Linked DNA regions of Mus musculus: region 1 is linked to region 2. Evidence: chromatin contacts called from public HiChIP or PLAC-seq data. All regions are on one chromosome and are shown on one strand. Each heading gives the region's core, a stretch centred on a gene start, on an enhancer-like site or on the middle of the called end of the contact. The rest is flanking DNA. Distances are from core to core; before and after follow the strand shown. Region 1 holds the start of Fam181a (family with sequence similarity 181, member A). Region 2 overlaps Prima1 (proline rich membrane anchor 1).

What was found. HiChIP or PLAC-seq counts read pairs in DNA pulled down with a chosen protein or histone mark.
Region 1: an H3K4me3 HiChIP or PLAC-seq map of embryonic midbrain shows a contact between it and region 2, with 3 times the contacts expected there. The contact joins the promoter of Fam181a here to the enhancer-like site in region 2. A contact is called at or near these places in 1 of 15 datasets of contacts at CTCF or cohesin (embryonic stem cells), 6 of 484 Hi-C or Micro-C datasets (the HL-1 cell line, the N1E-115 cell line, cortical neurons and 3 more), 1 of 115 datasets of contacts at active chromatin or transcription factors (embryonic midbrain) and 4 of 9 other capture datasets (adipose tissue, embryonic stem cells, liver and 1 more).

Annotation. Positions count from the first base shown.
Region 1 is chr12:103,310,898-103,317,884 of GRCm38.p6, reverse strand. It overlaps Fam181a (family with sequence similarity 181, member A), which reads right to left and starts at 2,926. Exons shown (of 2, transcript NM_001195726.1): 1 at 2,815-2,926; 2 at 820-2,113. The coding sequence starts at 2,047. The coding sequence ends at 1,169. Gm29508 (predicted gene 29508) reads left to right here and starts at 3,116. Exons shown (of 3, transcript NR_136894.1): 1 at 3,116-3,370; 2 at 4,941-5,158; 3 at 5,281-5,517.
Region 2 is chr12:103,200,756-103,207,349 of GRCm38.p6, reverse strand. It overlaps Prima1 (proline rich membrane anchor 1), which reads left to right. Exons shown (of 5, transcript NM_133364.2): 4 at 4,572-4,701. Among named protein-coding and RNA genes, the nearest start is that of Prima1, 38 kb to the left of the region's middle. Within about 2 kb of position 4,374, at least 37 of the 459 cell types and tissues checked have an H3K27ac peak or open chromatin away from gene starts, as enhancers often do. A contact at or near this core is called in the N1E-115 cell line and muscle stem cells, where this site is marked.

The DNA of each region.
Region 1 (6,987 bases), core at 1,677-4,176, 110 kb before region 2:
AAGGGCCATGTGCGGCCTCTAATCCTGGATGCCCAGTTAGCTAAGGACCATCTCGGAGGCAGGCCATGAGGGAGACAGTCAGTACTGAATACATCAGCGTACGTGACAGAGTTTCCCTGTGTGGGGAGCAGAGGCTTGCCCAGCACGAGTCTTGGCTGTGAAGAGCATAATTTGATAAACTGTGTAGCCCATCCTCGTTAGAGCATGCCTAGCTAGACCCGTGCTGGTCAGGAAGCTTTGCTGTCTGGGGGCTATCAGGATAAGCCTGTTCCTTCCCCCAGCACACACTTCTGCTGAGCCACAGATAACACTTCATTGCTATGGCTGAGAGAAATCAGAATATGATTGGATCAGTCAAAAGACTGTGCCTTTGGGGTTCTGGAGCTCTGGAATTTGGGCTTGGTTTGGTTCACTGTGGACATATAATCACTGCTCATGCTTAAAAGGAACGGCTTGGTCAAACCACTTGTCTTGGTCACGTGAAACTGACGTCCCATTTGTCCTGGTTTTCTCTCTGACCAGCACTGTGCCACTCTGGCACAGTCAGACACACCAAAATTATATCTCTACCTCCCTGAGCATCATGAACCATGGGAATCCGGACTTGGCCCACCTCTCCCTTCAGATGTCTGGACCGAACATCCTTCCCCCGAGCCCTTCCCGCATCCCCTCTCACCTCTTCCTAGGAATCAAGATGTGTTTCCCAGCACCCACCTCCAGGCATCTCAGAAGCCTCAGGCCACTCCCACCTGTAGTAGCTATTCTCTATGCCGACCCTGCATCCGGGACCATCCCACTTCATGACACCCGAGAGGTGGAAACTGGAAAAGAAATCTTTATTTTTAATTTTTTTTAACTTTCTCAATATTTACAAAGAACAGAATGAACAAGCGAGATGCCCCCTCGCCCCCCCCCCCGGGGGGGCGGGGGGTATGGCAGCTGAACAGGTGTGTGATGGGCAGCTGCCACACTAGGGTTTCACTTCCCGTGTTTTCCTGTGCCTTGGTCCACAAGCTGCAAGCTCCCTCCGCATAGGTACCTGTCTGAGGAGCCTTGTCCCTGAGGCAGCCTGGCCAGGCCCCTGCCCAGCTCCCTCCTCACACGGAGAGCTTGTCAGTGACTGACCCCCATCCTGGAGGCCAAAAGAGAGAGGGCTGAGGGTGTTCAGCTAGAGGTAGCCAAAGACATTGAAGATAGGGGGAGGCATGGCTGGCTTAGTCGGGATAGGCTTCAGAACTACGGGTCTGTACACTTTGGGCCCTGGGGTGTCCACACCCTTGCAGAAGTGGGCCAGATCCACAGGCGAGGCCAGGCTTCTCCTCCACAGGCCCAGACTGGGTACTGGGCCCTGAGGCAGGACCCCTGGGAGACCCGGGAAGATGGGCTGTCCATGGGACTGGAAAGGGCAGTAGCTCCAAGCATCCAGGCTGCCTACCAAGGATACCCCAGACATCTTGAGTGGTTCCGTGTCAGCTAGTACCCTTGGGGACATGGGCAGTGGAGCAGTCTCGGGCCCCAGGGACTCCAGACCCTTGCAGTTTTTCTTATTCTCATACAAAGATGCCTCCCTGGGGGCCAGGCCCACCTCCAGCCCCATTGGGTAGCTGAGAGTGGGCCTTGGCTCCTCCCAGAACGAGGCGGGCAGCTGTCTCTTCCTCATGGGAACCTGGCCGGGTCTAGCAGCCTCTGGATTCAGCCCCCGGAAGCCCTGATCCTTAGAAAGGCATTCCTCCCTAAAGGGGGTCCCCAGGGCCTTTTCTGTGCAGCTCCCACCCCCACCGGGGCTGGATTGGGGACAGGGATGGAGGGGTGGCCGTCCAGGCCTCTCTTCAGGTCCCCTCTGCAGGTGGGGCTCTGCCACCCTGCCAGGCAGGCCCCTAGGGAGCCGCGAGTACTTCTGAGAGAAGCGCTTGAGTTGCTTCTGCAGGTACTTGCGATGGTCCACAGAGCGGCGGCAGGGTGCGGACTTGTCCAGGGCCGCCTTGATGTCACTGGACGCCAGGTTGACAAAATTCAGAAGCATCTTCACGTCACTGTCAGCTGCCATCACCACGAGAACTGTGCAGGGCTTTCCATGAAGAGCATGGGCTCTGGAGGAGCGCACAGGGCAGACCTAGGGAACACAATGAATGCAATAGGCAGCAGGAGTCTCTCCAGGGCAGTTACGCCTTCCCCAGGGCCACCAGGACCCAATGCACACATCCTCCATTCTTCTGTCCCAAACAGAATCCACAATGGGGCTGGTGAGTCGTTATTCAGCACCTTTTGACTATCTGAGATGAGACAGGTGTCAACTATCTCATTCAGTCTTCTGGGGCCTGTTGCCCTCTTCTGGAAGTCAAGGCTCAGAAACTGCAAACACCTTGCTCAAAGCCACCCAGCTACAAGTGGCATTGCTGGGGCTACATTCCCAGTTGGTCGCATCTCCCACACATCGTGAAGGCCAGCGCGCACGACTCACCATTCAAGTTTTTATTTTCAAAGCCAAAGAAATCCTCTAAAGAAGGCCAAGCCCCCTTCCCCCTCCTTGGTGGTGGCCTTCCCCTCCCACCACCCCGCCCCCTCCGCAGTCCCCACGCTCCACCCCCAACTCTCACACAGGGCCAGGCAGGATCTCTGTCTAGCACTTAATCTAGACCTGCCTTCAAGGCTCATCCCTGCCGGCCGCAGGGACTCCCCTGTAGAAGCATCTGCAGCAATTTCATGCCTCCTCGGCCACCACCCACAGTACTGTGCCCCTCCCCCAAGGCTCTAGTCCGCTCACGCCCTGCCCTCCACCCAGCCAGGCCAAACCACTTGGGACTCCGTACTGACCGAAGGTGAAGGCCAGGGCCCCCCGCCAACGTGGCCGGCAGGTTCCCCACCGTAGACCCCCGCAAGCCTGACGAGCTGGCGTGCAGTGAGCTCCGTGCAGGCTGAGAAGCAGTTGTGCACAGCCCTTGAGTGGGCTGAATGGAGGACAAGTCCGGAGCTGGGGGGCCCTCAGGCCAATCAGGAGCGCCTCTCCAGATACAAAGCATCCCAATCAGGCGGCGGAGCCCCGGTCCCACATTCTTTGCCGTCACAAATTGTCACCATGGGGACCATCACAAAAAAAGACAGCTCCCAAATGCAATCATTTCCCGGTAAATTTCTACCCTTCAGCCCCACTTTTCTCCAGTCTCCATACCCACTCCTCCCCTTGACCTCAGTAACCTGGTTTCTTGAGGTGTGTGTGTGTGTGTGTGTGTGTGTGTGTGTGTGTGTGTGTGCGCGCAAAAAGTATTCAGGATCAAGGAGGGCTGGGCACAGTGAGACAGGCACCCAACCTTCCCCAGATACTTCAGGTCTCCAGCTGCCATGCTCCAGTGCAGACAGACAATCGGATGGGGTAAGCCGGAGTGGGCTGCTTTTCCTCTGCCCTTGAGTGTTGAGTGTGCATTCTCTGACTCTGTCTCTGGCCTCGTGTCTCTCACCTCTTTCAACCGTCCTTCCTGAAGGGTCCCCCTGGGATGGATTTGAGAGGTGCACTGATGTGGGGAAAGGTAGCCCTGGCGGGCTGGCTGAGGGGTGCTGGGATATCCATGGGAAGGGAGCCGAGGCTCTCAGGAATCTTGTCTTTATGTTTGCTTCCTCAATTGAGCTGCACAAAGCCTGAATTGCCCATTCAGTGCGGCCGGACAAAAGGGTGGCGTTGCACGGTCCCCTTGCGTTTGTAGTCAAACAGTTAGGGACTTAAATCGAGTCGTCATGATGGAGAAAGAGGTGGACAAAGCCCATAGAATTGCCATCAGCAAACATTTTCCTGTGTCATATTAGCTAGTCTCCATGGCTCCCCCTGGCCCAGGGACAATGGCACAAGTTTGCACACTTGGCTACTGTCACCGTGCCAACGCCGGCAGGGCTGCAAGCAGGGCCGCTCAGTTGGAGCAAGTGAGGGAGCCCAGGCTGCCGTGGCCCTGCCCATCAAATGCCCAGAAAGAAGGTGAGGCTGAGAGCAGCCCGGTGAAGGAGAACTGTCTGGGAAGTGCTCCCGGGCAGGGTCTCCATGCTAGCCAGCTCAGTGGACCCCCGCAGGTCCACTTTCCTCCCCTTTCCCTGTCTTTCTGTCATCTTCTTCTGTCTCCGACTGCATAGTGGCCCACAGCTTCATACCACAGGCATGGTTGCATACCCTGACTTAGGAGTGGCACCAAGAGACATCTGCTGTAGGGATGAGGCACCTGTCTAGAGTAGCCCTAAGTTCCCTCCTCTGGAGGAGACGGCCCAGGGCTAATGAGCTGCAGCTCTAACTCCAAGAGCTCCACATGCTCTCTGTGCAGAGCCAGAGCAGAACAAACAAGGGTGTGCTGCTGGCATTAGGACCCCTGTCCTGGTAACCAGCTCACATTAGACTCTCCAGAGCCCTTCGTGTGCTCTGTCCTACGTCGGCTTGGCACGGGGAAGGCCTCTGCAGCAGCCTCTGCATTAACTGTGGGCTATGCCACTGCTATCTTAATCGTCAGGGCTTTGGAAGGGGAAATTCTGCAGCATGTCCCCAGCCCATCTTGACAGGTAAGAGAGGGTCCCATGCATCATGTTCCAAACTCTTGGTACACTCTGCTGGAGATATACTCTGGGGTCCTGTGGCCACCAGGTTAGGCTCCTGCCAGCGCCTCTCAGAACCCTGGCTGCCTACATCGAGGTAGTGTGTCTCTACGTGTCTTGGACTACCCCCCTTTTACTTCCCATACATGCTGGGAGATTGCCTCACACATCCAGCCCTTGTCTGCTCCTGGCCTGTGACCTGTGGACCTTATTTCCTAGAAAAAGATGGCTCCCAGGGGTGTTGCTGTCGGCCATTCAGCTTCCTGTGAGACGGCAGCATGCCTGTGCGCTTAAGGCGCCTCACTGTAGTATTCTCGCCATGCTTCTCACGGTAGTGGGCTCTGTGGGAATCCTGTCTTAAACTGTCTTTCCAGGCTTGAGGTAGAAAGGAATAGGACAGTTCAGTGACGAAGCCCCAGCTCAGCTCACATTAGACTCTCCAGAGCCCTTCGTGTGCTCTGTCCTACGTCGGCTTGGCACGGGGAAGGCCTCTTGTCTCTGAAAGTAACTGCTTTGTCCATTCCAACGAAGACCTGCATCTTGGTGACGGGAAATGACTGGTTCTGTTTTCTTGCAGTCCAACTTTAGCAAGGTAAGGGCAGTGAGGGCTTGGCTGCAGGTTTGTCCTAGGACTATGGAAGCAGAGGGTTCCTTGGCAAAGGACCCTTAGAGCTGCTGCAAGTGGATCAATGAGATTGTCTTGTTTCCCCCTAGGAAGATGGCGCTTAAAGCAGGGGGCGGATTCCAGGCTGCACCCCGGTAGGAGTCTCTGCCGAGCTCTGCCAAAGGCAAGTGAGCTGAGCAGAGTGACTAAGTCAACCGGAGAGCAGGGCACCAGCCAACCTTCCCCTCCTCGGAGCCCCCACTGCCAGTCCCGAGACCTGTACCTCGGATCTCAGCAATGAAAAATCCTACTTGACTTAAAAGTATAAATAAATGTATGCTAAACGTTCCCCAGGTGCAAGAATTACTGTCCAATGAAGAGCCACTGTCCCTGGACAGGGAATGACAGATTCCTGCTGGCAGTGAGTCCCAGTCTTTGGTTATGACATCCCAATATGCTGCGGTCTGACAGCTGTCAACTGGAATCAGACCTAATTTCCCCAGGGACTATACCTGCCCAGAGGGCTGGCTTACTCTGACCTCTCCAGCTCTGGGGAGGAATGCGGCCAATCACTCTGACTTGGGGAACACGCAAAGGCCACTTGAGGTCCAGCAACTTGCCAGGAGCTCTGTTAATACGGGACGACGCATCACAGGGTGACTTATGCAACAACCCCTTACGTAACGGCAGCACTTCTATCAAAGTCCAGCCTGCAGCAAGTGTCAACCATAATCAGCCTGAGTAGGGTTGGGAGGTTTTGGGGGGTGGGAGAGGGGGGGTAAGCTCCCTTGGCTGCTGGGATGAGTGCTTCCTGCCCTGGCTGCTCAACTTCATGGTTAACAATGACCCCCAGTATGACTGTGCCCACAGAACTGCTGGGACCTCAGGTGACCACGGGCAGTTACAGCCTGGTATGGTCAGTCCCTGCAGCAACAGAGGCAGGGTGTTAACTAGGAGTCCCTAGTTGGCAAATGCTCTGGTTTCTCCCGATACAAATCAGGGTGGATATAATCTTATTCCCTAGCCTGGATACCTCACTTGCTGTATCCCTAGTATAGCAAGAGGTCAGAGATGGAGTCTGAGGATAACAGGCTCCAGGTCGAGATGACACAGTCATTCTCCCTCCGTTGCACAGGGCCTCAGGAAGGCCGGCTTTCAGAAGGAATTTGACAGGAGTGAGCACGTGCACAGCAAGCCTCGTTTGCTCTCTGATGGTGGGGAAGCCGTCAAGTTTAAGTTGGGTGGCATGCAGGTGGACATAGCCATGCTCTACAGAGGTCATGGAGGCATGAGCTATGAAACTTGGCAAAATGACTGACTCTGAAGACTTATGGCAATGAGTGGTGTCTTGGATTCCTTGCCTTTAAGGTTGGGGGAGGGGGGGTCACAGTCCCTGGCAAGATTCATACTGCGGTTAAAATCCCACAAAAAGAAGAGCTGCCTGGTGTGCAGCCAACACCTTCCCTTCTCCTTGCTATCCCACAGAGCTGGATCAAGTTTGCTCTGTACATTGGAGCTGGTGTAGCACAAGCAGTGTGGTAGTTGTGGCTATGTGCCCCAGAGTTCTGTCCCCAGTGGATCCTGGTCTGTTGTGTGCCCTCACCCTCAGACCTACCACAGACAGACACTTCACCTTGGCTGTGTCCTCTCCTGCCCTTCTTGTGCTGTGTCCTATCCAGTCAGGGCACTGGCCAGGAATGAGAAGTCAGTTTAATCTCAACTGTCAATTCGGATTTGATTGGTGATGCCTCCAAAGAGCCTTGTGGGACAATTCCAAGGCCAGCATGGAATTTGGAATGCTTTGATCAGCTAGTGAT
Region 2 (6,594 bases), core at 3,125-5,624:
GCTTTGAGGTTACATGGTTTCTCTGTCCTCTCCTTTCCCCACTCCTCCTGTATGACAGATCTTCCTCCCCTCTCATGTTCTTCTTTCTACTTTCACAGACTACACTCGTGCATGGGCACAACACACACACACACACACACACACACACACACACACTTAAATCTTAATTGTACATCTAAGGGAAAACCGTGTTCATCTTTCTGAATCTGGTTAGTTTCATTTAATAATCTCTGGTTTCATCCTTGGTTTGTTGGTTTGTTTGTTCTGTTTCATTTTGTTTTCAGATATAAAGGCTTCATCTTTCTTTACAGCTGAAGTAAGTCCCATTGGATGGACCATGCTTTCTTTATCTGTTCATCTGCTGATAGACACCTAGGTTAGTCCCATGTCTTGGCTAATGAACATGGATGGATAAGCCAGTCCGTGGCAGGAATTAGATTCCTTCGGACGTGGACCCAGTGATGCAGTAGAGCTGTGTGTTGTTTCTAGTGTTAGGTTTCTGCGAGGCAGCTACTCTCAGTCCCCTTAGGTCTGCCCCCCTTTGCATCCCCACCTCCAGGATCCAGACCCCTCCTCCCCTTACCCATTCAGACAGGTTCGAGAAGGAATCTCAGAGTTGTTTTAATTTGCATTTCCTTGATGGCTCAGGATGTTGGACACCAGGGACTTATTGACCACTTCCATTTCTTTCAGGAACTTTCTATTTAGCTCATTGGCCCACTTATTGATTGGGTGGCTTGTCAAATTTTTTTTCAGCTCTTTATATAATCTGGATAATCCCATCTGATGTGTGGACGGCAAAGACTTTTAGCAGGTCATCTCTTCACTCTGACGATGGTTTGCTTTGCTGTGCAAACGATTCTTAGTGGTGTATGATCACTATGGGTGGTTCTTAAGTTTATTTCCTGGGCTCTGAGTCTTTTTCAGAAACTCCTGGCCTGTGCCTACATCTTGATACATTTTTTTTAATGGCTTCAGAGCTCCAGGTCTTAAGCTAAGCTCTCTGTGGGCCACTGTCTTGTTGCTCATTGTTTCGTATATTTGGAACTTTCTGGATATTTCAGGAGAGTCAGCAAAACACACTCCCATACCCTGTGTTGCCTTGAAGGAGAACTCTGAAAGCTTTTAACCATGGTGTCCAGGGCCTAGTCCAGGTTGGGAATTCCCAGCCGTTTCATGAGGCATAGGCTGACTAGAAAGAACAAGACTCTCTTGGCACAGCAGACTTGAGCCTGGGCCCTTCCCCAGTGCCCCTGTGGCTACCTGACCATCATCTGCACTAGGTCAGAATTGCTGACTGATAGGTCAACTTCTCTGGGGCTCAGGAAAGGGTGACATGACTCCTGAGGTGACAGCTCCTGCCTTTCTGTCATGTTTAAAGGGAATGACAGAAAACAGCAGCTCTTTCCTGAGCCTTGGCGTTCCCCTGCCTGGCCACCTGCCTGTCACCTAGGATTGCCATCTCAAAGTGCAGGTTGCCCTTTCCTTGGCTACTGGCTGGCAGTCTATGCATGCTGTCTCTTCTTCTGGAGATTGCTGGTTCCTCATTGCAAGAGGATCAGGTCTTAGTCAGCTTCATAATCATCCCGAGGCAGCTGGCGCCAGGTCTGGCCAAGGACAGCTTGTGTCTGATTCATCTCTGTGTCCCCCCCCCCGCCCCCCAGCGCTTAGCAGTAAACACTGAGCATGCTCAGTTCGTGTCCAAGGGAATGCATGCACGCACACATGAATGAGCACTAGGAGGAGGCTACCTCTAATTATGAGCCTCCAGCCTGCCCACCTGGTAATCGTCTTTGCAGGGGTACTGAGGAAAACTGAGGCAGTGACAGAGCTAGTATGAAGAAGCTCCAACAGCTTCAGGGCCCCTCTCCAGTCCTCACATAAGTTGCTTCAATGTTCAATCTCTGTCCTGAAGTGACAACACCCGGGCTTCCTCTAGCCCCGGCATTCTCTAGTCAACTCAAGCAAGGACAAATGCGAATGCCATCTTCGAATCTATCTTTGGCTTTGTGAACAAAATCTGTGACTTGTGCTTCAACTAGGTCTCTGGAAAGGACTCCTCTTCACGATGGGCTGTCTCCTTCTGCATGTGCAGTGCTCATCTGCACCTACTGGGTCCCACTGGTCTCAGACAGAAGGGCACACAACCAGAGCTAGCTGCTTCTAGTAGCAATGCTTTGAAAAAGGACCGTCAAAAGAAAATCCCCACCTTAAGTGTAAGGAAATTTGGCTCTGCCAAATTCCAGACCGAGGCTTAAAACCTGGCTTGTGGACGGAATCTCTAAGGAGGGCTTTGCTGGCACCTTTGAGGGACAATTCTAACTTAGGTGCATCTAGCTCATTGTGACCATCCCTAGCTGATGAGATCATTTGTTGTAGTGACCCAAAAGAACACCTTCCCCTTTCTGTGCTCTGGGACACTAGGCCGAGGTGTAGCCACACACTGAAACTACACACAGGAAGACGGCAGCTGTAACATGCTGGGTGGATGCCCCCCAAAGAGGTCAGCACCTGGGACAGAGTCACAGAAGAGCTTCCTCATCCATGAAAAGAAGGGGCAGTCCTTTGCAGGTGCTGGAACAGTATAGACACTGCAGCCGTGGGCAGGGAGCTAAGCTCCATCAGTTTACCCCGAGAAGACTCTGCCAAGTCAAGGATGCTCTCAAAGGTGGAGATTTGAAGTTTGATTTTTTTTTCTCTATCAACCAAATCATTGACTGAGCTCATGAATGAGAACATGAGCATCCTGCTGGCTCTTCAGCATCCTTCAGAGTCCACAGGGACTTAGTACCTAAGACCAGCTCCAGCCAGCTGACAGCAGCCTGGTCCTTGCCTCAGTGTATCACCCAGAGTGGTTCGACTCAGGACCTGTGAGGAGCTGAGGTCCATGCTGGGGACAGTACATTTGTTAATGGGCAGCCCCGACCGATCCCCTGGAAGTCATAGAATGTCTTCCTGGATCTTCCTTCTCTCTAGTCTGCTTGTTCTTGGTTCTGCCTGGGAGGGTACCAGAGTGGGAACATCTGGGAAAGACATCTAGGTGTTTGCTTATGATATTAATCACACACATCACACATACACACATAAACACACACCCATAGGGCCATATTAAAATGTGTTTACTCAAGAAGCACATGAAACACCTCTGTATATACAAAAGACTCCCTCACAGACACTTGTTGAAGCTTCTCTTACAGACCAAAAATCTGCAAACAGCCTAAGAGTCCATCAGCAGGTAAATGGACAAACAGTTGTCACACACACACACACACACACACACACACACACACACACACACAACTCATCCACAAAAAAAGGGGAAACTACTGAACTGTATAACTACCTTGGTAAATCCCAACGTTGCTAAATAAATAAAGCAGATGTAAGAACAAACAAACAAACAAACAGACACAAGCTAGAATGCCTTTCATGTGATCTGATTTACATGAGTGCCAGGAGCAAATAAATCTTATCTATTATTTTAGCCATCGTTAGGATGGCTGTCCCAGGTTAGGGGTTGTTGAGGAAGAGACTCAAGGGTATTTTGAAAGTCTTAGGAACCATGAGTGTGGCTTCTACTGGTGTAGACATCTGTTAAAGCTGTCGGAAGGTCTGTTAACAGGCAGGATTCCCCCTGGACACATCCCTGGGTTCACGGGCATCTTTCACTGGCTCTGTACATGCTGTGGCCTCCTTCAGGATGCCTAGTACAGAGCTGGAGATACAGCTGTGATTCTTGTGCAGCCTATCTGTCTGTCTGTCCGTCTGTGTGGTCTGCCCACTCCTCTCTTCCCTCACCTTCCCTCTGCCTCCTCACCCTCAGTCCTTTTGTTAATACCCAGGCCTCTGGGACAGAGATGGGCTCTCTCTTTGTTTTACTGGGGGTCATGGGAGAAATAAGCAGTCTCTTGAGACCTGTTCTCCAGGTGAGCATCAACACTACCAGACCAACCAGGGAATGGGCTTACCCTAAGACTCCTCATGGGTAGTGTGAGGACAGGAAGTCCTTGTGGAATTAGCTGTCATGTTACATGGTTATGGATATGTGTTCTGGGCCCCTTCCATGCAGACTGTGACGGTGGCATCACCTGGGCCAAATCCAGGCATGAAGAGCAATTGCCTCTCAAAGAAACTCAGTTCAGAAGCACATGGAGGGGCCAGCCTCCCTCCTTTCTCTTCCTAAGTCCCCTGCGAGCCTGCCACCCCACCCCCAACCACAGAGGCACCGGATTTAATGCCTTGGCCGAGAGAATGAGATGTTCTGTTATTTTTCATGGGAAATTAAGCCCGACCCTGCTGTCAGTTAGCTCAGGCCTGGGAGGATGGAGGCCTGCTTAGCCAGGCGCTCAACCCCTGCTCTGAGCTTGCCAAGGCGGGGTGGAGGCACTGAGTGGGGGAGGGGCTGGCTGGGGGCCAAGCATGATGTCACCTGCTGAGGTGGGGGGTAGGGAAGGCAGGAAAGGTCAGAGGGCCTTCCTTGGGGTGATGGATAGCTGTGAGTGCCACTCCCTCACCAGTACCACAGAGATCCACCTCTCACTCAGAGACACTCGGATGCTGGTCTCTTTCAGCTCCCAACTCTACCTCCTGCCCTGCAGAGGACAGCTGGTGGTCTGGTCTGGTGATCATTGTCGCTGTGGTCTGTGCCTCCCTGGTGTTTCTGACTGTCCTGGTCATCATTTGCTACAAAGCCATAAAGAGGTGAGTGTCCAGCCACCGTGCCACTGGAGCCCAGCGGGGCTGGGAAGTCTTCAGCTGCCAGGTCACTTTGGTAAATGATAAAGATTGCTATCCAGTTAAGGAGTGGGGCGGATGAGCAGGGGACCCTCTCTGTCCCTAACCCGTTTAATGCTTGTCATGAATTTGCTGTAACAGCTACAGCGGTTTCTCTTTGTTCTCGTACCTTTACTATTTCAGAGCCGATCACAGACATACCTTCCCAAGGGTTAGGATGTTTGATTCTGTAAGATCTACATCTGTTTCAGCAAACACAAGAGCCATGCAGAAAACACCGCCAAGCTCCCAAGGGCAGCAGTCATTAATAATATTTCTGAGAAATACGATTAGGGAATGTTTTCCTTCTCTAATCCCTGAGCTCCAAAAGTTATTTCTCATTATTGCTAGAATAATTGTTAGCATCTCAGATATTTAATTTTCTCTCCTGAGTCCACACGCCTGCGTAATTATATCACTTTAACAGTTCAAAACCAAGAAGAATGACAAAAGAAATCTTAGAATGAGGGTGTGCTAGGACCCGCAGGCCTCAAGCCCTGCACCGGGGCAGGAGAGGGAGGGCTCGAGCCAAGCCACTGCACAAACCTGGGCACCCACATCCCCCCCCACCCCCGTGGGGAGAAGGGGAGTTACTGCTAGAGCTCAGGTCACAAGATGACCTCCGCAAACAATAGACCCCCGGAAATTTCAGGCTACGCTGTGGGTTCTTCTCTCTGTCCTGTGTCCTTAGTTTGTCTCCCAACCTTTTCCCCAGTGCTCCTGAAATTTTCAGATTAGGAAACTGAGTCCCCAAGGAGCTAGGAAGCTGCTATCCTATCAGAATCTGAGTCCGGGACTGTGTGGTACCAAAGTCCATCTCTCATCATGTTGGGGTGCTCAGCCAACGTTGACGATGGATGAGCCTCTGCACCCCTGTCTGCCCTTCCTGGGGAGTGAGGAGGTGGGGATGTGGGGATTTGATGTCTGTGTCCTGCTGAGGTCAGAAGGTCAGGCAGACAGACAGACAGACAGGCTCAGAGGCCCTGAGACCCAGTAACTCTGGGCACAGACCTGGCTTTGGACACCGAAGTGGATGGAGTCTTCCCCTACTAAAGTACTTTGTGACTACCCACTATGTGCAGCCTCCATTAACAGAGACATGGAGTGTTTATAAATGATAAAGATTATTTAGCCATACACTACTCACCTGACCCCAGGCAGGAGGGCTAATGGTCCCTAGGCCTAGGGACAACTGCCTGCTGCGGGTACTCAGAGGGGTCATGGTGAATCCCAATTCCAGTCGACAGTATTGAGCCTTTAGGGCTTTGGGAATTGGAGCTTGGGCGGGTCATTGTGTACCTTGGGGTGGTAGTGCAGATGCCACCATTGACTGAGTCAAGGAGGTGCCTGGACCTATCAAGGTCACTGTTCAATATGGTCACATTTGTCTATTCCTTCTGTCCCAGAGGGCTGCAGGCTATCTAGTCACACACAAAGCTTTTGGGCTCAGACCTTGTCCTATTCAACCCTATCTTCCCCTATTTGTCATCTTGTCAGTCTAGTTCCCTCCCCAAACTGTAGGTTCAGTAGATAAATTTGAGACAGGATCTCATGATGTAGCCCAGGCTGGCCTCAAGCTAACCCTCTATTCCACTGCCTCAGCCTCCAGTGGGCACAGGGAGCCCAGACTAGGAAAGTCTTCTGGAAACCCAGGACAAGGGTTTTCTGGGGTGCCAAGGTCACCTTGGGAACCAGTCCCAAGAGCAGGGGTCTGTGTGTGCCTGTCACCAGAGTAAACTAGGTAGAGGCTATTTCCAAGGACTTACATGTTTGTTTCGTAGCTCTGTATTCTGCTGTCTGAAGCCTCAGACAAGCAGATAC